2 separate regions of the Mus musculus genome follow, and region 2 is linked to region 1. The links are chromatin contacts, called in public HiChIP or PLAC-seq maps. All regions are on one chromosome and are shown on one strand. The core of a region is the stretch at or near the end of the contact, and the rest is flanking DNA. Distances in the headings are between cores, read along the strand shown. Region 1 holds the start of Panct2 (pluripotency-associated noncoding transcript 2). Region 2 overlaps Ppip5k2 (diphosphoinositol pentakisphosphate kinase 2).

Region 1 (3,366 bases), core at 826-3,325:
ATCACTCAACTCACTAAGTACAAAATTTACAATCCCCCCCCCCAAAAAAAAGATTTTATAAGAGAGAATTTATGGTATTCTTATAGAGTACTCTGTGTATGCATTCTTAGGGATTGCTTCCTATTGGGCTGTGAGCAGCACAGTGTTTGAGGTATTTGCCAGCTTGTCCTGGTGAGTAGACTCTTCCAGACTCCCAACAGTGTTTAGCATACGGGAAATAAATACATCCTGATGATCAGTGACTTAGTAAATAAAGAGACTGGAATGAGTGTCAATCATAAAATTGTATCAATGTTTTCAATCAGTTTTCTTGTTTCATATTGCACATTTTTTACATAATGTTCATCACTTTCACCAGAGAATGCCATGGATGTGTTTTCAAAGTTTTGTCATTCCTTCAGTTTGGAGAAACTAAAACTAAAAGGAAGGCTATGTTGCCTTGTGAATGTAGCTGATGAGGAAAGATTTGTTTCTAGGAAGGTTGGCAGGTAAAAGTACTATTATTGTTTTCATGGAATTCAAAGCAGTATACCTGAGTGCAGCCTGATTCTGGGAGCAGAGGACTCTTGCTTCAAATTAGCAGCAGAGGAAAAAGCAAAGGCAGGTCTTCCTGAAAGGTCTCCTGATGCAACGGTGTTTGCAGTTTTCATACGCCTACCCAGGGGGAACGCTGGCCCACTGACTCCCACAGTCTCTGCCACTTCCTGGTCCCTGGGCTCAGAATGAAAAACAAAAAACAAAAAACCGCTGTGCTGAGATCCCTGAAAGTGGCGCCCTCGCATACGAGATAGTGTCGCCCTGTTCTCTCACCTGGCGGAGGCCGGGTCTCACTCCCACACAGAGCATTGTGGTTGTCGCTTGGGGCGACCGGTGTAGAGCAGAGCAGCGCTGACACCTCGAGGTGCCTAGGTCCCGGAGGTCCGGGAGTGTCCGGGTAGCTGCGGTGACCGTGCAGTGACAGATGGGGAGGGCCGGGAGGCGGAGACTAGTCCGGCCTTAGGGCGCTGTCACCTGCCCAGGGGCGGAGCCAGAAAAGAAACCAGCCTTTGCCGATCGTACTCACACAGGAGTCTAGAGAACCTTTCTTGACCATGCAGGGCTCCAAAGGAATAGAGAACCCGGCTTTCGTCCCTTCCAGCCCAGGCACCCCACGCCGTGCGTCTGCTTCGCCCTCCCAGGTGGAGGTCTCTGCTGTGGCCTCCAGGAATCAGAATGGGGGTTCGCAGCCTCGGGAATCTGAGGAGCCTCAGAAGTCAACTGAGCCATCCCCGCCTTCTTCGAATCCCCCAGCTTCTGATGAGCCGCCGGGGTCACAGCTAAGCGAGCTTGAGGAGGGACCTTGCGGGTGGAGGGGCTTTCACCCCCAGTGTCTCCAGCGCTGCAACACCCCCCAAGGCTTTTTGCTTCACTACTGTCTCTTAGCCCTAACGCAAGGTAAAGTCCAGCGCCAGCTTCTGGGGGTCTTTGGCTGAGCTGATGGTTGGGTGGGGTCAAGCTTGGGGAGAGAAAGAGGCAGGTGCAGGGGAACCCACCAACTGTTCGGGTCTTTGACTCTGCTCTAGGTAACCCCCCACCCCCACTTCCCCATGCCTGGGTTTGGAACTTGAAGACGCTCTTGCCTGCGGGTGTTCGCTCTTGCCTGCGGGTGTTCGCCACATTCTGAGTGGTCCATATTTTAACACACCTCCCCCCTCCCCCTTAGCATTTTTACTAATTTTGTGTTCTGCCTCATTTTAGCAGAGTGGATTCCTCTAGGGAAGGTTCTGAGAATCCTCCTTTGGGAAAACGATAAGTCATAGTCTGTGTTTTAAAACCCTACTATCTAACTGAGATCTAGGGAAGGGATTTGTTTATTTGTTTGTTTTTACAGAGGGAGGATTAAAGGCTTTGCAAATAGGAGTGGACTGATTTTCCAAAAGGAGGAACGAGGATAGAAGTACTTACATTATGTAGCGTAGATTAGATGTAGGTAATCTTATTTTCTCGATATTTGAGAATGTGGGGACAAGCGCAGTCCTGTGAGTAAATGAGAGAAGGCTTCCAGCTGTGCAGGGTGAACCTTAATCAGCTCTTCAGTCTCAGGAGTTATCGAGTGTCTGTTTGTTCTAGGAGCCCTTTTAAACTCCCTTGGGACTAGCAGATTAAGCCAAGATTTATCCCCCCTGGAGTTTACAATCTAAACGGAGGTTCCTTGAGTGTGGTGGAGGGAGCGAGGGAGGTGTTTTTTGAAAAGGAAGCAGAAAGGAAGAAGTTGAAGTTGCTGGGTTTGCTTTCAACTCAAGGGATAGAATGAAGGGGAAGTTCTTCTAAGAAGACTATCTGAGGAGGGATGGGCTAAAAGTGGAACAGTTTGAAGGACCTGATGAAATTTAAGTTGAATTTGGTATGCAGACATTTTTGGTATAATCCCAAACTTTTTGTAATAGTCAAGGATAGGTTGAAAGGAATGAAACCCAAGAGTCAGTGGAGGGTTACTGGAAATGTTTCTCTGCTAAATTAATAGAAAACTAAATTGAAGTCTCTCATCTCCTGTTCTTATTTTATTTCTGTTTCCCCTACTTCAAGACACCCAGTTCCTCTTCTTCTTTTCTTTCTTCACCCTCTGGGTGCTAGGTAAATATTTGTTGACCCTAAGTAGGGTTCAGCTCCTTTTCCTGAAGGTTTTTGCTGTAGTTGAATTCCTTTCCTTATTGCAACATGGTTTCATTCTAGTTGATCTTGGTTGTAGTTAATCCCAAAGTAATGATAGTAGAGGATAGTTGCTAGAGCTGTATAGAATTAAAAAATAAAATATACCTTGTGTTTTACCTTAGATTTTATTCTGCGATGTCTGTTACTCCAAGAGATTTTATATTCAACATAAACTATTGTTTTAAACTATTATTGAAAAGAATTGGTACTCTCAGAGGGAAAATTGTGTCTACTTCAGTTTAAAGCATCATTTACTCTAGTTTAAGAAAAATAACCTGAGAAGAAAATACCCCAATATATTAGTTTATGCCCAAATTGAGGTTTCAGTAGCTGGATGTGTATTGTGTATCTTCTTATAGATATTTGCAAAATGAAGGTCTACTGTAAAAGTAGTGATATCTGTGACTATTTATTATTTATTTTTATTTCATTTTCACTTTATTTATTTACTTATTTGTAAAAGTTTTTTTCTGTGTAGTCTGGATATCCTGGAACTCATTTTGTAGGCCGGACTGGCCTCTAACTCACAGAGACCCCACATCCTGGGATTAAAGGCATGCATCATCAGGCCTAGTGTGACTAATTTTTAATTAGAGTTATAGTAGGTATATTGGAAGGTTGACCTTTGGCGTTTGGGTGAGAAATGTTTCATGTTATCAGGTAACTATGTCTTTG
Region 2 (3,176 bases), core at 151-2,650, 870 kb before region 1:
TCTCTTCCACTCTCCTGGAACATTGTTTATGTTTCTTCCTCTGCACTGTTTGCTGATCATTGTGTAGTAATAATGAATAAAATCTTATGCTTTCTACACAAACTCTTTCTCTTCGTTTTTTGGCATGTCTCAAATTGCCATGTAAGCTTTACAATAAGCTTATTAAAAATATTATTGGGATTTTTATTAAGCTTGCATGAAATCCTGTTTCCATGTCTTGTACCAGTTTACATTCAGCCTTTCAACATGTAAAAATTTGATAGCACATTTATTTAGATTCCTTAAAATTTTGAATAACATTTTCAGTGATAGTCAGTATATCCTATTCCTGTTAGACTTGAGGTGAAGTAAATGGTATTTTTAATGCAGTTGGTTTTGGCACTCCTTGAAAATGTTTGCTGTTCTTTGATTGTTTTGATGTAGAAGTATAGTCTTTAATATTAATGTAAAGTTAATCTGAGCTATTTTCCAGTCTTTATAGTTTGTTATTGGTGGTCTTAAAGAGCATGCAGTCTTCCTGCCTGAGCCCCCTGATTCTGGGACTGGAGGGTTACAGCACCACCCCTTCCTTAAAATAGCACTTGTTTTTCTGGTCACATTTTCCCAGAGGAAGATTTAATACTTGTCTGTTAGACTTGACTTTTTCTCTGTTTTTGTTGTTGTTCTATTTTTGAAATCACCTTTTAACAAACTATGCAATTATATATGGTCTTTTAAAAATTTTTTTACTAAGTTAATGTCATGAAAATGCTTTGCTCCTAGAATAACGTCAACTTTTTTTATACGGTATTAATTTGAGCTTACAAATGATATGGTTTGGAGTTTGGCATCTATAGTCATGGATTCGCCAGCCTTTCTGTCTTCATTTCCTTGTCAGTAATATGCTGAAGGAAAAAAATAGCAAGGAAATCCTTCCCTACTTGGGGAGAAGGATTCATAAACAGCTACTTCATTTCTGCTCTAAACACTGTGGAGTTACTACTAAATAAGAAATACTATTAAATAATGAGTACTACTAAGCCCCGTGGAAACTTCTTGTGTGAACTTTGTTTTTTTTTTTTTTTTCCATTTTTTATTAGGTATTTAGCTCATTTACATTCCCAATGCTATACCAAAAGTCCCCCATACCCACCCCACCCCCACTCCCCTACCCACCCACTCCTCCTTTTTGGCCCTGGCGTTCCCCTGTACTGGGGCATATAAAGTTTGCAAGTCCAATGGACCTCTCTTTCCAGTGATGGCCGACTAGGCCATCTTTTGATACATATGCAGCTAGAGACAAGAGCTCCAGGGTACTGCTTAGTTCATATTGTTGTTCCACCTATAGGGTTGCAGCTCCCTTTAGTTCCTTGGGTGCTTTCTCTAGTTCCTCCATTGGGGGCCCTGTGTAATTAGCAAAACTAAGAATGGTTCAGCACGTGTCTGTTAGGTCTGCGTCTCTATTGTTCTGTACTTACAGGAGGTTTTCTGACTCCATCTGAGTTTTTTGTGCTGTATGTGGATTCTGTGGAGTTGTCACTGTTGTACATCATCAGCCCTCTGAGTTATTATTTACATGTCTGTTTCTCTGAATGTGATTGCCTTCTTAGTTTGAGTCTTAGCCACATCATTAATTATAGCACACAACACTAGTGACAAGTGTACTGTGAGCTTGTCCTGCGCTTTGCTGGGTTTATCAGGTCCAGCGTTCTTTTCAGTCTCTGTGGCGTGGTGGCCTCCCTCCTTTCTGTTTTTAAGAGGAGGATTTACTTCATCGCTCCAGCTCTCCTTTCACTTGGGAATCTCCTCCTCCAGCTGGAAGAGTAGCTGCGCTTGCTGTCATAAGTCATTAGCTGGCTTAGTGGATGGTGTCTTGGGCTTTTCTGCTTCTAGAATTATGCAGTCCACAAGAAGGATAACGTTCCCTCTTCCCTTACCTATTTGGAGCTCATGCTTTGTTTTTTTCTCTTACCTGATTGTTCTGGCTAAGTAAGTCTAGTAGAACTGTGCTGACCGTGGTAAAAATGGTAGTTATTTCCCTCTTCTGGTCTCAGAAAAAACTGAGCTTCCCCTGGCCAGTGTGGTGCTGGCTGAGTTACTCTGCACAGCCTTTGGTATATTAAAATAAGTGCCTCCAGTACCAAAGTCAGGGAGATTTTACTGTTAAGGGCTATATAGTTTGTATTGTTTCCCTTTTTTCTTTTTTGAGATTATCTTATAATTATATCATTTTCCTCTCTCTTCTCCCCAAACCCTCCTCCTTGCTTGGATGCTTTTTCTTCCTCTACAGGAGTGAGCTCCTGAGGCTAGTGCACTCTGCTGTTTACTTTTTACATATAGTGACCCATCGTAAACCTGAGAAGGTACTAATGGTATATCATTTTTTGATGTTCTGTTGTGCTTGGCTTGCCAGTATTTTACATTTATTTATGGCAGCACAGATCTATAATCTCCCTCTTCCTGCGCTGCCTTCCTTTCCTCGGGCCTTTCCTTCTGTGTCTGCTCTTCATCCCAGGTAAATGCTGATCTTGTGGGATGAATTTGCAGTGTTTCCTTCCTTTTCATTTTTTGCGGGATAGTTGGAGATAAATTGGCGTTAGTTTTTAAGTTTAGATAGAATTGAGCAGTGACACTTTCTAATGATGATTGTGTAGTTGGGAGACTTGTTTCTATATGAATCTTTTTTTTTTCTTTTTTTACAACCAAAAATTAATAGATTTGGTAAGGTTTTCACATCTGGTCTGCATTAACCATACGAGCTACTCATTTGAGGTCTGTCCTATATTTTCTATGAAACATTTTAATGATGTGATCAAGCATCAGGAATCTCTAGTACAATGTTCTCTTTCTCGCTTATGGAATGGCACATACAGTGAGTCCCACTAGCCCAGCATGTGTTCTGCATACCTGCATGACTGTTGCAGAGGTATCGTGCACAGTCCTTCTCTGTGTGATGGCCATACACATTACTGTTAGCTCAGATTTTTAATTGTGTCTACCATACCTGTGGGCAGGTCATTCTGGTATTGTCTTAGATCAGCTTCACCAATACATCTTTCTTGGCCAACAAGCTGATTAATTGATGGTCGGTAGTTTGTTGCTTGGCTTGGTTCCTTTTGATGCACCCTTTCTGTTTGAATCCTATATACAAGCTATTTACCATTTTTTACCTTGGTGAATCCCAGATTTCATTTTGA

Evidence for each region. HiChIP or PLAC-seq counts read pairs in DNA pulled down with a chosen protein or histone mark.
Region 2: a contact with region 1 is called in an H3K4me3 HiChIP or PLAC-seq map of embryonic stem cells, with 7 read pairs. The contact joins the enhancer-like site here to the promoter of Panct2 in region 1. A contact is called at or near these places in 2 of 39 promoter capture datasets (cranial neural crest and embryonic stem cells), 2 of 115 datasets of contacts at active chromatin or transcription factors (both in embryonic stem cells) and 1 of 9 other capture datasets (embryonic stem cells).

Annotation. Positions count from the first base shown.
Region 1 is chr1:96,869,835-96,873,200 of GRCm38.p6, reverse strand. Panct2 (pluripotency-associated noncoding transcript 2) reads right to left here and starts at 2,075. Exons shown (of 4, transcript NR_131964.1): 1 at 1,945-2,075; 2 at 811-1,011; 3 at 533-716. It overlaps Slco4c1 (solute carrier organic anion transporter family, member 4C1), which reads left to right and starts at 1,030. Exons shown (of 13, transcript NM_172658.3): 1 at 1,030-1,434. The coding sequence starts at 1,092.
Region 2 is chr1:97,735,810-97,738,985 of GRCm38.p6, reverse strand. The region is part of intron 17 of Ppip5k2 (diphosphoinositol pentakisphosphate kinase 2); the gene reads left to right. Among named protein-coding and RNA genes, the nearest start is that of Ppip5k2, 33 kb to the left of the region's middle. Within about 2 kb of position 1,400, at least 2 of the 459 cell types and tissues checked have an H3K27ac peak or open chromatin away from gene starts, as enhancers often do. A contact at or near this core is called in embryonic stem cells, where this site is marked.